Regions from separate parts of the Mus musculus genome. Here all the other regions are linked to region 1. The links are chromatin contacts, called in public Hi-C and HiChIP or PLAC-seq maps. All regions are on one chromosome and are shown on one strand. The core of a region is the stretch at or near the end of the contact, and the rest is flanking DNA. Distances in the headings are between cores, read along the strand shown. Region 1 has its middle 60 kb from the start of Marcks. Region 2 has its middle 210 kb from the start of Gm31330. Region 3 has its middle 170 kb from the start of Gm31330.

Region 1 (4,700 bases), core at 898-3,397:
GTCCTCAGCGAAAACTGTGGGAGAGTACAGCCCCTGGGATTTGGGTCAGTATCCAAAGAAGGAGTAAAAAGGAAGGGAAAGGAAAAGGTACTCCTTCTGAGTTAGGACCCTGGCAAGCAGGCAGGCTTAGCACTCAGGATTTGCAAGCAACTGAATCAGGGAGGGGCTTCTGAAGGTAAAATACATTATCTCATTACGGGGATAATTCACTCCACCGGCACACACACACACACACACACACACACACACACACACACACACACACACACATACACACACACACACACACACACGCACACACACACTCTGGTTTTAGCAGGAATTCGGGTAAATCAGCTTTTCTGAGGAGTGGCCCTCTGGCAGGCAGAGTGGACTAGTTCCTACAGAAAGGGACAATAGTTTTTCCTTGTTAGATCTCCAGTTAGGGTGAGTGGTAACCCTAGATCCTACTTTCTGGGCTAGGAAGGAGTTGTTTCCCCTTCACAGACCTCCACAGGGTCTCCTTGCCTTGCCTTCCTCCTTTTGGTAAGGCACATTAATTAACAAGGGGCAAAGCTGATTATGAGGGATGGAGTCATCCTCCAGGCCAGCAAATGTGCTAATGCCTTGAGGCATTAGCTAATGCTAATGAGGCTATCTACCACTAGGTGTTACCTGCCAACACTAGAGAGGCCTTTACCCCTAAAGTCCCTTTGGACTTAAAACTGAAGGAAAAACAAACAAACAAAAAAACAAGAGATCCAGGCTCTCTGTGCTGAGGTAAGAGGATCTCAAGCATAGCGTTGTACGCAAATGGAATAAAGAATATCCGTGCCAGTAACATCAGATCTGCCTTCTCATTCATTTCAGAACAAGCTCGGAGTAGTTCATGCCTTTGAAACCTATTGCCTATTGCCTTTAGAGTGACTTTAGTGTAAAAACTTAAAATAGGCTGATGATCATGTCTGGAGCAAAGGTCACCCCCAAAGATGACACCTAAGCTGCACCCATTCCGTCTGTCCTCCAGCCTTGCTAAATATGTTTCTAAAGCACAATGTCCTAAAGGAACAAAGTTCCTCCCTTGACATCAGTTCAAGAAGGTCAAGAAGACAACACTAGGACAAGTCATTTGAGTGACCAGACCTTGCTTTCAGACTCCACAGTGGGGTCCTGGCGTCTGGAATAAACAAAAGCAAGAGAGGAGAGGAATGGAAACCAGCACTGAGGGCCAGCTGGCTGCATCCGAGGGTGGGGTTTGGTGGAGGTAGGTAACTAGGACCCCTCCTTCAATTCAACAAACACCTTCTGGAGCCTGACTCTCCAGGACGCTGGGTTTTGCTACAGGGAGAGTCAGAGCCACACCAAAGGCATGGAGGCTGAGCTGTACCTCTGGCCTGGGGGAACTACCAGCTGTGCTCTGGGGTAGAAGGTAGAGTGGGGGTGCAAAGAGCCTGCTAAGGTCTACAGCCCAGGAAACCCCTGTGGCACCAACAGGATCCTTCAGTGTGCACCAGGGCAGGTAGAGGTCTGCGGCTGTATACCACCCAGGCTGGCCTCAAACCCTGTGCCACCATGTCTGACACTGTCTTGAGGGTTTATCAGCATCCAACCATGTGACTTTTACACAATGCCTATGGCAGTCTGGAGAGTGGAAAGGGTCTTTTCTCCCTTTTGACTAAACGATGAGTAAGCCACACTTTCTTGTGTTTGAAATGGCTTTAGAGTGTAGAAAAATATCCACACGACCTGTCGGTTGGTATTGAGTACTGATAGCTACCAAGGCTGGCAATTAGAAAAGAAAAAAATAGCTTGGGTCAGGAAAGCAAAAAGGCATCCAGTCTCTTAAGACACAAGGCTCTAAATACCTCCCAGGGTTCCACAAAAGGCCATGCTTGTTTTTTCTTTTGACTTAACTCATCCTGTTTCTGTTTCCAGAGCCCCAATGCAAGTGGAATTCATCAGCCAAAAATACAAATAAGAATAGAAACGGGGAAAAAAAATCTGCTTCTTCTAAAGACTTTTAACGTGCATTCAGCTTGCTGTTACTAGATAAGGACTAAGTCCTTTTCTGTGCTGGGAACCCTAAGTAGTCACATAGGCCTATTATGTCTTAAATGCTGCCCGTGGCCCTGGAACAATGAGCCTGAGGTCCAGGAGCTGAAGCAGTAGGCAGCCTGCCAAGTTCAACACAGGCCAGTCTGAAGAGCAAGGCCTGCTGGGAGCTGCTTCCTGCTCTGCATAGATGCAGGGCAAAGATTTTCCATGCTGGCTTTCAGCATGCACGTTCCACACCGAAGGCCCAGACCAGTGATGACCTGTACTGACATTTTCCATGACATTCTTTGTTTTGTTTTCTGCTTGATAGTATAACTTCGGGGTTTCTTTTTTTGTAACAATCGCTTGGCAAAGATTACTCTTAGATGTCATAGGGGAGTCACCAGACACAGCTAGATTCTCCCCTGGGCAGACATCTCTTTTTTAAATGGAGCTTCATGGGAATTTACTGGATTATTTGTGGAGGAACCCTTTGCTGCACAGCTGTTGGTCAAGAATGTGCCTTGCTTGTGGAAATAAAAGAAGTGGCAGTGGAGCCTTATGATAATGTGCATAAGGAATTAAAAACTGAATTTAAAAATAGGAAATGCAGGGTGCTGGAGAGATGGCTCAGTGGTTAAAAGCATGGCATTGCTCTGAGCTCCTCCCTGATCCACAGTCACCTGTTAATGCCAACTCTGAAAGTCCTGACTTTCAGCTTTTTCTTGACTCTGGACGCCTGTACTCACCTAAACACAGACAAATACTCACGCACACACATTTTAAAAATCTTTTAAAATGGACTACATATTGCTTTATCTCCATTTAGAGCAACATTCTTGTAAAGTGCCATATTTTTTGCCTACATTTGCCTTCATTGGAGACACATCACATGCCCTTATAGCAACCAGGCTCAACCTCCAAGAGAATGGTTGATACTAATTGTCTTCTTTGCTGCACTTGGTGGCAAATGACCTGTACTGAGCATCCAGGAGTTTTTCACCCAGTACTGAACTCACATTGCTAGGTTTTCACGTCAGAGGAAATACAGCTGCATGCATTCACTGTGTGGCAGTCTCCAATACGACGCTTTCCAGGGGAGTTTTAAGATCAGTTTAGACTTTGCCTAATTTTTTTTTATGCATACATAACATGGATTCCACTTGGTGTGTGGCAGTGGTCCACGCCTATCCAGAGTGCTACTAACAAGAATTTATTTCCTTTGGGACATGTTTGGTATACTTCCAAAAAGTTCTTTGCTATGAGGACTCAATGAGTTTTCTGGAAGAGACAATTGCTGACTTTTGCCAGGAACCAAAGGCTCCTTCTGTTCCCTGAGCTTGGAAACGAGGACCATTGCTCCGCATGACTGCTACTCACACTTATGCAGCTTAAAGATATTTTATTGACTGTTTTGCATTTAGTGCTCCATCATGTAAATTACTGTACAGGTGTGCTGGCAGATCTCAGAAGATGTTTCCATAAGACTATTGAAAGAACTCACATGCTTTTCAGCAGACAAATCTTAACTGGGATATCTCTATACAAGGAAATATTATACAGCTGTAAAGAGAAATGAAGAATGACTTCTTTATATGCCCCTGTGGAAGACAAATAGACTATATTGCTAATATTTTAGGACATGAGTATAAAAATTCAAAATGAAACAAGAACTAATCTAATTTTGTATTAGGTTAATGGCAAATCCACTCAGTAAAAAAAGTTTTTCAAGTGACCTTAGAATATGAGGATTGATGTGTGTGGTGGGTAGATAACTGTAATCCCAGAATTTGGGAGATGAAAACAGGAAGATCAGAAGTTCAAGGTCTAGCCTGGACCACTTGAGACTCTTACTCAAAAACAAAAAACAGCATAAATAATAAAACAAGAATATCTAATGAAATAAGTAAATAAGGAAAATGAGAATTGACTAAAGGGCCTATACGTGGGTTATACTCTTAGAACAAAAAAGAAAAAAAGACACCCACAAATAATAATAATAAAAAGGGTACAAAGCTTCAACTCTTTCCAAAAATTGTATTAATGAAAGTGTTACTTTTGATCTTGAGCAAGCCACTAAGAAACATCCCTCCATGGCTTCTGCATCAGCTCCTGCTTTCTGACCTGCTTGAGTTCCAGTCCTGACTTCCTTAAGTTATGAACAGCAATGTGGAAGTGCAAGCTGAATAAACTCTTTCCTCCCCAAGTTGCTTCTTGGTCATGATGTTTGTGTAAGAATAGAAACCCTGACTAAGACAGGCTGTTTATCTTGGGATCAAACAACTAATGAGGTAGGCATCCTCTGGGCAGGGATTCTGAGAAGGTGGAGGTGGGGCTGAGGTCCAGACAGAACAAGGTGACTGCAGCACACAGGTAGTGCCTGCTATCCCATTCACTCCTACATTGTCACCTCCCTTCTAGATGCTAGCACCTAGGGAACTGTATGTGTTAAACGGAGTGGAAAATCTACTCCCCTGAAGATCTTGTATTATTGGCAAAAGCATATGTGGTGGTTTGAATATGTTTGGCTCAGGGAGTGGCACTATTAGGAGGTGTGGCCTTGTTGGAGTAGGTGTGGCTTTTGTGGAGGCAGTGTGTTACTGTGAAGGTGGGCTTTAAGAGCCTCCTCCTAGCTGCTTGAGGATGCTCAGCCTTCTCCTGTTTGCATTCAGAATAAGATAGACCTG
Region 2 (4,700 bases), core at 982-3,481, 570 kb after region 1:
CAAGACTACTTTCAAAAACCAAGCAGAAGGAAATAATCAGTTAACTTGACAGACACAAGGGATATTTAGTTTGGCAGATTTTGTTAAATTCAATATTATTTAAGAAAAGTTGATTCCACCAGCACTCTCCATTAGAAATAAGAGACATGCAGTTAATAATTTCCTGTAAACATTTTTAAAAGTGACAAGAAACAGGTGAGTTTAATTTAATGTTCTATTTAATATTACTATACCCAATATACTATACCAGTGGTATAATATACCATTTTTTCTTTACAGTAAATCATTAATGAGGCTACCATGATTTGATTGTGGTTGTCCCTTCGGAACCCTATGCTAACATTTAATTTGTATAGTTAAGTAAAAGAGTGGAAACTAAATCTAAAGATAGTGTTTACAGCTAGGGCACGTGGGAAGAGACTGACAGAAGAGGCAACCAGGGTGGTATTCCTTTAATTAAATCCTAGTCACTTTGTAACAAGAGACTGGGAGACCAACAGGCACATACATCTACACATGTACATACACACTTCTCCTTCTGATACAGACATAGATGCATGCACGCAAACACACACACATCCTACACTTTCATATGTGTATTCCCTATTTCTCATCATGTAATGCCCTTGTATTATCTTCCAGGCTAATGGTGTGGTGCAGAAGTCATCACAAAATATGGCTGCTAATCTTAGGCAACCAGATCTGTGAGCACGGATTAAACTTTTTTGTTTTTTAATCTTATGCAGACTATGTTGTTGTGTTAATGGCAGCAAAATGTACCAAAAGACAGGTTTGGTGACATTCTCCATCCCCACATAATCTCTGCATCAAGTCTGTTGTTTATTTTATACTTATACCTTAACATAAGACTATTTCCCCTCCTCCTGCCCTTCACTTTTCTCCCCTCTTCTCCTTTCCTCTTCTTTTCTCTCTTTCTATCCTCCATTTCTTTTTTTCTCCTTGTCTCCCTCCCTTCTTTCTCTTCTTCATAGCACACTTTTCTTTCACCTTTGTGGTCCAGATGATCATATCCAAGGGTCATTCATAACAGGCAAGCTTTCCACTGTTGGGTTATATCCCCAGTCTCAAGTGGAATTCCATTTTTCCATTTACTGTGCTGACTACAGCCAGTACTACACACTGAGGCATCATAGTGCAGTTCCCCCTGACAGATACAATGTGGAAACCATGATGCCTTAGCTCAGAGTGGAAACCGTAATCCCATTTGGATAATTCAGTTTAAGTTAATGCTGTTTTTAGATACTGGATTTGTGAGGTGAGAAATGTTATACCCCAAGGACAAAGTGAACGAAGTGGGCTGCAATGTACTTTGAGGTAGTTTGGTGATGGGGACTTGTTGATGATGACATTTAGTTGGGTACAGAAAACATGAGGTAAAGTTGTCAGTTGTAAAGGACATTTTTATTCTCTAACTGCATTTTTGTGGCTAAGGGTAAAACTGACTCATAGGAGGTCTTTTTAAATAGAAAGTCTTAATATTTGAGCAGCTGGTGCAATAGCTGTCAATGCATGACCCTCATGATTACATTTTTATTTTAAATGCTAAATTTAAAGTCAGCTTTTCAAAATGAAAAATAAGGTACCTAATATCAATTAATGGTTATTTTACACAGTGCATTCACTTGCATTATTTTTCTTATGACTCTCTGTGTTAATAATTAATATTTAATTAATTAATATATAGTATGCATATATTAATCTTACACTTGAAATTAGTAAAAGTTGGAATTGAATTTGTCAAAGATTTTTTCAAACTTTGTCTTGTATTTTTTATTTCTGAAAACTAAATTATTATATTACTTGTGTGTATGTGCATGTATTTTATATGTGTGCTTTAGTTGTGTATGTATGTGTGTATTATGTATGTATGTTTATGTTGGTATGTGTGTATTATTTGTTCACGTGTGTGTATGTGTATTTATGTGTATCTATGGGTGTCTACATATGTGTGTGCATATCTGTGTGTATGTGTGCAAGTCTAAGTGTATAATGTCTATATATGAGTGTGTGTGTTTTGTATATTTGTATATACTGTCTGTGTCTGTCTATGTGTCTGTGTCCATACATAGGCAGCATGGCATGGTGGAGACTGTTCTCTACTTCTACCACATGAATCCTAGGGATTGAGCTTGGATCACCAGGCTTATGAGCAACAGCCTTTACCTTGAGTCATTGTGTCAGCCTCTAGATTTTCTTTGAATGTTAGCATTTCAAGGTTCTTTATTCTTACACATCTGTAAAGCAGACATAACATCTCGTTTGACCTAAACTCAAGACTTCTTCCTTTAAGATGACTCAGGGGACATTGTTTCTTATCGGGATGTACTCTTGAGGGCTGCTGCATGAAAGTAAGACCTGGCCCTGACTGGCTTCACATCTAGTTCATGCTAGTAACTTTGGGTGGCACCATAGCAAAGAAAGATGAACACACACAATAGTTCAACCTTGGTGACCTTGCTTGGTTCAAGGACTTTTCTTCATTAGGCTGAAAAAAATTATTCCCTTGGTGAGTTTTGTTTTTCCTTAGCAGCATGAGGACCAAAAGGGATTGCAATCAAGAGTCAGAAGCAGAACCAAGTCATCATGTAAAATTATTGAATTTGTAGGAGGCATTCATTATTGTAAAAGGTTATTTGTAAACTATTTTAATCTAAATATTTTATGACTTTGTTTTTATTTTATGCCCCAAACTCTTTAAAGATGAAGGAAACAAGGCCTGGAAAACTTAAATCATTTGCAAAAGGTCCCAATGTCATAACACAGGCTAGAAGTTGGGGCTCAGCTCATCTTTCCTATTGTGAGGGTGTGATAATATTTCCACTACACTATGAGTCACACCATGGAATAGCCTATGTGCATTTTGCTATAGCTAAATGAAACCTCTTCAGTGGTAAACACAGTATGTAGCTGAGACAGGAGGAAACAGGACATGAGAGCTTCTAGATAACGTGTAGTGTGCAACTATTAAAAAAAAATCAATGAATGTTATGGCCGGCTAGGCACTGGTGGTCTTAAACTGTTCCCAGTCCTGTATGTAGCCCAAGACGGAGACCGTGTGTTTCTTCTAGCCAACGTCTCTCCCACAAATGCCAGCTCTGCCTCTCCAGAACTCTGAGATCTCTCTCTTGATCCCTTGGTCAGCTGTAGGTGTGCTCTCACTAGTCTGCGCTCCACTGCAGTTACCTCACTCCACTGCAGTTACCTCTCTGGCCCACCTGAGTTGCCACAAATGGAAAACACCATGCAATCTTAGTTTAGAATCAACAGATAACACAACCTCTGTGAGTGGAATCTATCGTCCTAAACTCGTCCACTATTCTATGTTGGAAATCTTGTAGTGGTGGAATCCGCCAACAGATCTAGTCCCCGGTCTATATCCTGGTCCTTTCTCTCCCTCCTCTCTGTACCAAAAAAAAAAAAAAAAAAAAAAAAAGGCCGTGCCTCCCTTCTGTGTGTCATCTCTTCCTCTCTCAGACCTGGAAGGCCCACCTCCCCCTTTTGCCCAAAGATTGGCTTCTTGTCATCTTTATTATCTAATCAGTTAATTAATGGAAAATTCTGCTACAATTTCATTTTAAATGACAGTTATTACTTATAGATACTAAAACTTAAATTTCATCAATATAACATGTAATAAGTATTAAAGTTAAAACATATAATGCTTTGATTGTTTTTTTTATCTACATTACCTAGTGTCACTGCTCCATAGTCAGTACCTTCACATTTGAATCCTTCTCTAGGTGAGCATGCTGTCAACAATTACCAGTCCAGTGTGAACACATTTTGTGTTCATGTAGTACATTCCCCATTCTTCACTGATTTCTATTCACACGAACTCATAACTACTCTGCACATGATTACTTAATACTTACTGTACACCTATACTTCTATATCTACTTATAGAAAAGTGACTACTATAAGAATTACATTGTCTACAGATCTTAAATTAATATAGTATACCTATCATTATTCCATTCCACAGGAAAAATGGTCCCAAGACTTAATGTTGATCATTCTTTTTCTCTTTTTCTTAAAGTCAAGCAACTAGTAGTAAATGGCAAAGCTCAGTCTGATTCACTATGGAATGAATCAATGCTTTAGGGACTCAGAATGGTGACAGCTTGAAGTAGGGTTGCCATCAAGGGAAAACGTATCTTAACATGCCACTTCTCTGCTTTACCAAGGGTAGCTTCATTTGAATGAATTGCCAATACAGCCATATGCTTGCAAGCTGAGGATCTATAATATTGAATAGAAAAACATTGAAGCCTAGAAGGGAGTAGAGAGAAGAGAACCAACTGAGTAGTGAGCCTGCATAGCCACCTTACATAAAGAAAAAAAGTATAATGGCCTTGCACATCAAGCAAGCAACAGTCACACCTCTGACATCCCTATTTTCTAAGTAAGAGTGTTACTGAGTCAAAGTTTGTGGTGGGAAAATCATTGTAATCCCTACATGTGGAAGAATGAGGCAGAACGATTGTGAATCTGAAGTCAACTGAGGTATTTAGGGAGATTCTACTTAAATTTTTTAATTTAAAAATTAAATGTTTTATTTTTAATTAAAAATAAAAATAAAGGCAAAGTGTTGGTTATACTAAAGAATACCTATCTGACACTTTGCAATGCAGAACCAAGATCTTTACTGAAGAAATGCTAGAAGGGCTTGAAGGATGACA
Region 3 (4,700 bases), core at 720-3,219, 520 kb after region 1:
TCTTGTTTTCCCTTTTGGGCATGCCTATAACCATTACTTTACTCTATGATCAACTAACTCAGAGGTTCTCTGCCTGTGGATCAGGATCCCTTTAGAGATTGGACAGTTCTTTCTTAGGGGTGTTCTACAGACCATTGGAAAACATGGGTATTTACATTAGGATTCATATGAGTAGCACAATTATAGTTGTGAAAGTAGCTATGAAAATAATTTTATGGTTGGTGGTCACTAAAGCATGAAGAACTGTATTAAAGGGGCATAGCCTTGGGAAGATTTAGAACCAGTTATCTAACAAGTCTGATGACCCTTCCCCTTCTTTCCAACACATACCATGTTTGATGTCCCAGTATGGCCCTTTCTATACCCTCTTCATCACTTTTGTATTAATCCATTTCTTATTACTGTAACAAAATATTTGAGACAAGGTACCTTTATAAAGAAAATAGATTTACCTACTCTATTAATTGGTTTTCTTATTTTCTGAGGGAAAGGAGTATAAGTCTTTCCTATCAAAGCTATGTCAGCAGGATGCAATGTCACATTTCACCTGGAATCAGGAAGCAGAGTGGGATGGATGCCAATTCTCAGTCTAATCTAGATAACCCCTCAGAGGGATGCTAATAAGTGACTTCTTTGGGAATTCTCAGTCATTCTGAGTTGACAATCAGTATTAGCCATCACGGTTGCCTCGCTTGTTGTTTTAGAGACAGCAAGCTCAGGAACAGCACTGGCTCTTAGAAGATCCTCATGGGGAGAGGATGGTGAGAGTCACATGCAGGAGAGACAAATGACATCTCAATATACAATCTCCTCTTAGGACATAGTCTCACTAACCTCAGAATCTCCCACCAGGATAATGGTCCATATGAACTCTATGTCACCAAACCAGGAGTCATGCTCTAGACATGAAATTTTAGGGAATGTGTTTAAATAATATCATCACAACTATGTGTGAGTCCCCCAATGTGTGTTATATACCTCTGTGGTGGCTAACATGTATCCCACAGTATTCCTATGAACTTCACGAGATCTCTCTCTCTCTCTCATCACTTCTGCTTCATCACCTGTGTCTACCATAGAGACAGATTCTGGATGTATCTGTGTATCAGGTGCTTAGGATATACCATTGAAAGAATAAGTAAGGTGACATTCGAAATCAACTCTGTATAGCTCAGACATGGATTTATCCACATCAGGAATGGATGCTGAGTTCCCTTGGCCAGTTTCTACACACAGATGTCTAAGCTCTTTTGTATTATATCCAGTAAAGCCATATTAAAATTAGTTGAATAGCACATCAAAATTACTTCTATCTTTACCTTTGTAGTAGGTATAGTACATTGGTCCTCAGTAAGACCTTACTGATGGAAGAAAAGCTAATCTTGAAATAGGGTCAGTTCCAGAAGATACTCTATCCCACTAAGGTTGTAATTCTTTGACAGATCAGTCCTTTGGTAACTACTGATAGTCGTCATGTGGAAAGGCTAGTTCCCTGTAAGTTTCCTATCTCCCCCTTTGTTCTCAGCTCATCAAAGTCATGAAGATTTTTTATTTTTCTATTTTTTTTTTTATTTCAAGTTCTCAGTGAGGTGGACTGTGCTGTCTGGGTCAGGCACCATGTTTTGTTTTTTTGTTTTTTTGTTTTTTTTTTATTATGTACAACTCTGAAAGTGTACAGAAATTCAGAGCTTTCCAGTTGAGAAATGAACACTTTCCACATCCAAAAGGGAGCCACAGACATTCCTCATTTCACTTATAAAACACAGCACCCATGGCTGACCACAAAGCAGAAGATTTAGCACCCGTCTCTTCTGGGCCTTTGAGACTTTTTTCCCCTCTCCTCCAGTCCCTTTTTGTGCCTCATGGTTTTGTGTTAACCTCAGAGCTGCAGACATGTCATTGAGAATAGATTTATATATATGGGCTAAGAGCAAGAATGTTGAAATCATTTCTTTCTCAAGCCTCAGAGATAGATGACAGGTCAAGACACTTTACCTCATAGCCAAACATACTGAGGCACCGAGCAACATACCAGTGATTTGAATTGTGTGTGCCAAAAGTGCTTGTTCAGCACTAATGAGAAATAGGAGAACAGGATCAGTTTAATCTCATATTATTAAATTAAAAGAGAGAACAATGCCAAGGTTATGACATGAATTGACATGACAAAAAACAATCAGAGTTTTTCTGGTGTCTAACCCACTGTTTTCAGGCTTTGTGGAATGAGTTGTGAATGAAGTATTTGCCTTTAGCTTGGAATTTCCTGGCATTCTTCAGCTTGTGACACAGACTTGATGTGATTAAACAAAAGCTTTTCCCAAAATTTAAGGTTTTTTTTTTCTTTCTTTCTTTCTTTCTTTCTTTCTTTCTTTCTTGTTTAAAGCTGAACCTAATACTCTGTAACTCATTTTTAAATGAGAGCAGATGCTTGAGCTCCAGGAGCTGACGGCCAGATTTTGAGAAATAAATGAAGGGTAGGGTGTTCTGGTAGAGGGAAAGAGAACAGCCATCTATGCTTGTCCTTTAGCACTAACCCTGTCTCTCCCCCAAACTCCCCCAGGGTTTGGCAGCAGCAGAGCCCTCATCTTCCACAGAATAAAGCTGAGAGGAGGGTGGTTTCCCTTGGGATGCATTTTGCTTGGATCACCAGAACCATTTCCAGAGGAAGCACAGCCTAAGATCCAAGCTCACTCAGTCAGCCACAGCAAACACTTGTCCAACAAAACAGAGTGTGCTTGTGTAACAGGTTAATGGTGAACATGACAGCCATCATGGCTGCTCTCTCTGTTTCTTTCTGATTTTGACCTCCTGTGATGCTGAAAGGAAGCATCTTTTAGAAGGAGCCATCCAGAGTTAGGGCACAGTGGGGATGTTGAAAGTAGGACTAAGCTTTTCCAAAAACCAACAAACTTTCTATCAATAAAATCCACAATTTCTCTGCACATATGTAGGAGAGGACTGACTGCCTTATTTGACACCAGTGTGAGGGGATGTGCCCAATTCTGTAGAAACTCAATGACCCAGAGAGGGAGGATGGAGGGCACCCTTTCAGAGGCAAAGGGGGTGGGAGATGGGGTGAAGAACTCTGGAAGGGGAATCCAAGAAGGGGAAACATTTGAGATGCAAATAAAAATAATAATTAACAAACCTGTAATTTCTTGTGCACATATTTTTTTTGTTGAAATTTATACTAATTTATCTATCTGATGAGGATCATTGGACCTATTATTTGAAAGCAAATACTGTTCACACCTTGGCATATGCTTAAATAGTATGTGTGTATGTGTATGCATACACACACACATATATATGTCTATATATGTACATATAGGCATGTATGTTCTGCTTATCATGTGAGAATTTTCTAAATTCTACCTTATTACTTCATCCATAAATTATTAACTTCTCATGTTTTAATAGCTCTAATTAATATATATTAAGGTACAATAAAAATGTATGTTATGAAAAGCACAAGAATTTATAGTCATTTCCAGCCAATAAACTCAGTTTGTAATGGTTCAATACTTGCTTTTGTGAATACTTAATGAGCAATCCTTTCAATAAAGAATTTATGTATGAAATGTTATATTTCTAATTTGTGCTTTGAACACCTACACAGCATGGGTCATCTTTCTTTGACACTCAAAGTTCAAAGCAACTAGTATTAACATGGTGTTGAAAGCTGCTACAACTGATTTAAGTTTTAGTATGTCATCTTGAAGAGCATTTGAGGCCACCTAAAATAGAAAACATGAAACTCAATGGAGTTCTGTCCAGAAACACTACTACAGATAGTTTTTAACTTCACTAAATATTGGTGGATTTAAGGGATTACCCAATGAAGAATAATTTCAATTGCCTTCTGTAATATTTTTTTTTTAAAAAATGATAGATGTGGGAATTATAGATTCTGCCCCAAAAGATGTTAAGTGCAAGGGCAGAGTGTTTCTCAGAAGAGCAGGGTAACTTAGCCATGAGCTATCAGAGATCACAGGTAACCTGAGTCTCTGTGAGTCACTTCCCCTTAACTTGCCCCTGAAGTGTTTTTCTGGGGTTCCATTAAAGCAACCACCAAAAACATCGTCTATTATCCATTCAGCTATAGCCATGTCTGTCTCTCCAATGCTCTGCTGACTGCACAAGGGAACATTGCTGTGTTTCTGTTGCTGTACCTTACCCTGGCAGGCTCCATTTTATTTTTATAATTTACGTATTTTATGCTAGTGTGTGTGAGTGCGCGCGCGTGCATGCAGGAGCTCTGGGAGGTCAGGAAAGAGCATTGGGTTCCCTGGAACTGGAGTTTACAGGTGGTTGTGAGCCATAATGTGGGTGCTGGGAACCAAAGGTGGTCTTTTAAAAAGTGGTAAGTGTTCTTAGCCACTGAGCCACCTCTCTAACCTGAAGAGACTCCATTTTAGAAGCAGTTTTAACTCCATTTTGAGAATGGAAGATGCCTGGGCCCACAGATGCTATAATGAACACCACTGTTTGTTAGACATCAACCAAGTAGCTCTAACTGATAAATGTTTTTTTTTTTTCTTCTTGATAGCAGAAAAAGTATAAATGTATGGAGTAAATTGAGACTGTAGGAATGTATCGGTATATCAAAATCATATCAAAGAAACGAAGCCAGACATCAGTGGGTAAAAATGGTGTAAAGTCATTGCATAATTCTTGCAACACAATGGTCATTTAGCACT

The links. A called contact is a pair of places that touch in the nucleus more often than the background predicts. HiChIP or PLAC-seq counts read pairs in DNA pulled down with a chosen protein or histone mark.
Region 2: a contact with region 1 is called in a Hi-C map of bone marrow-derived macrophages, with 23 read pairs. The contact joins two enhancer-like sites. A contact is called at or near these places in 3 of 484 Hi-C or Micro-C datasets (bone marrow-derived macrophages, cumulus cells and uterus) and 1 of 9 other capture datasets (embryonic stem cells).
Region 3: an H3K27ac HiChIP or PLAC-seq map of vascular smooth muscle cells shows a contact between it and region 1, with 6 times the contacts expected there. The contact joins two enhancer-like sites. A contact is called at or near these places in 1 of 39 promoter capture datasets (the 3T3-L1 cell line), 1 of 15 datasets of contacts at CTCF or cohesin (the NIH/3T3 cell line), 6 of 484 Hi-C or Micro-C datasets (the 3T3-L1 cell line, the C2C12 cell line, adipose-derived mesenchymal stem cells and 3 more), 1 of 115 datasets of contacts at active chromatin or transcription factors (vascular smooth muscle cells) and 1 of 9 other capture datasets (embryonic stem cells).

The regions. Positions count from the first base shown.
Region 1 is chr10:37,076,489-37,081,188 of GRCm38.p6, forward strand. No RefSeq gene overlaps it. Among named protein-coding and RNA genes, the nearest start is that of Marcks, 60 kb to the right of the region's middle. Within about 2 kb of position 2,148, at least 100 of the 459 cell types and tissues checked have an H3K27ac peak or open chromatin away from gene starts, as enhancers often do.
Region 2 is chr10:37,649,435-37,654,134 of GRCm38.p6, forward strand. No RefSeq gene overlaps it. Among named protein-coding and RNA genes, the nearest start is that of Gm31330, 210 kb to the left of the region's middle. Within about 2 kb of position 2,232, at least 1 of the 459 cell types and tissues checked has an H3K27ac peak or open chromatin away from gene starts, as enhancers often do.
Region 3 is chr10:37,601,147-37,605,846 of GRCm38.p6, forward strand. No RefSeq gene overlaps it. Among named protein-coding and RNA genes, the nearest start is that of Gm31330, 170 kb to the left of the region's middle. Within about 2 kb of position 1,970, at least 41 of the 459 cell types and tissues checked have an H3K27ac peak or open chromatin away from gene starts, as enhancers often do.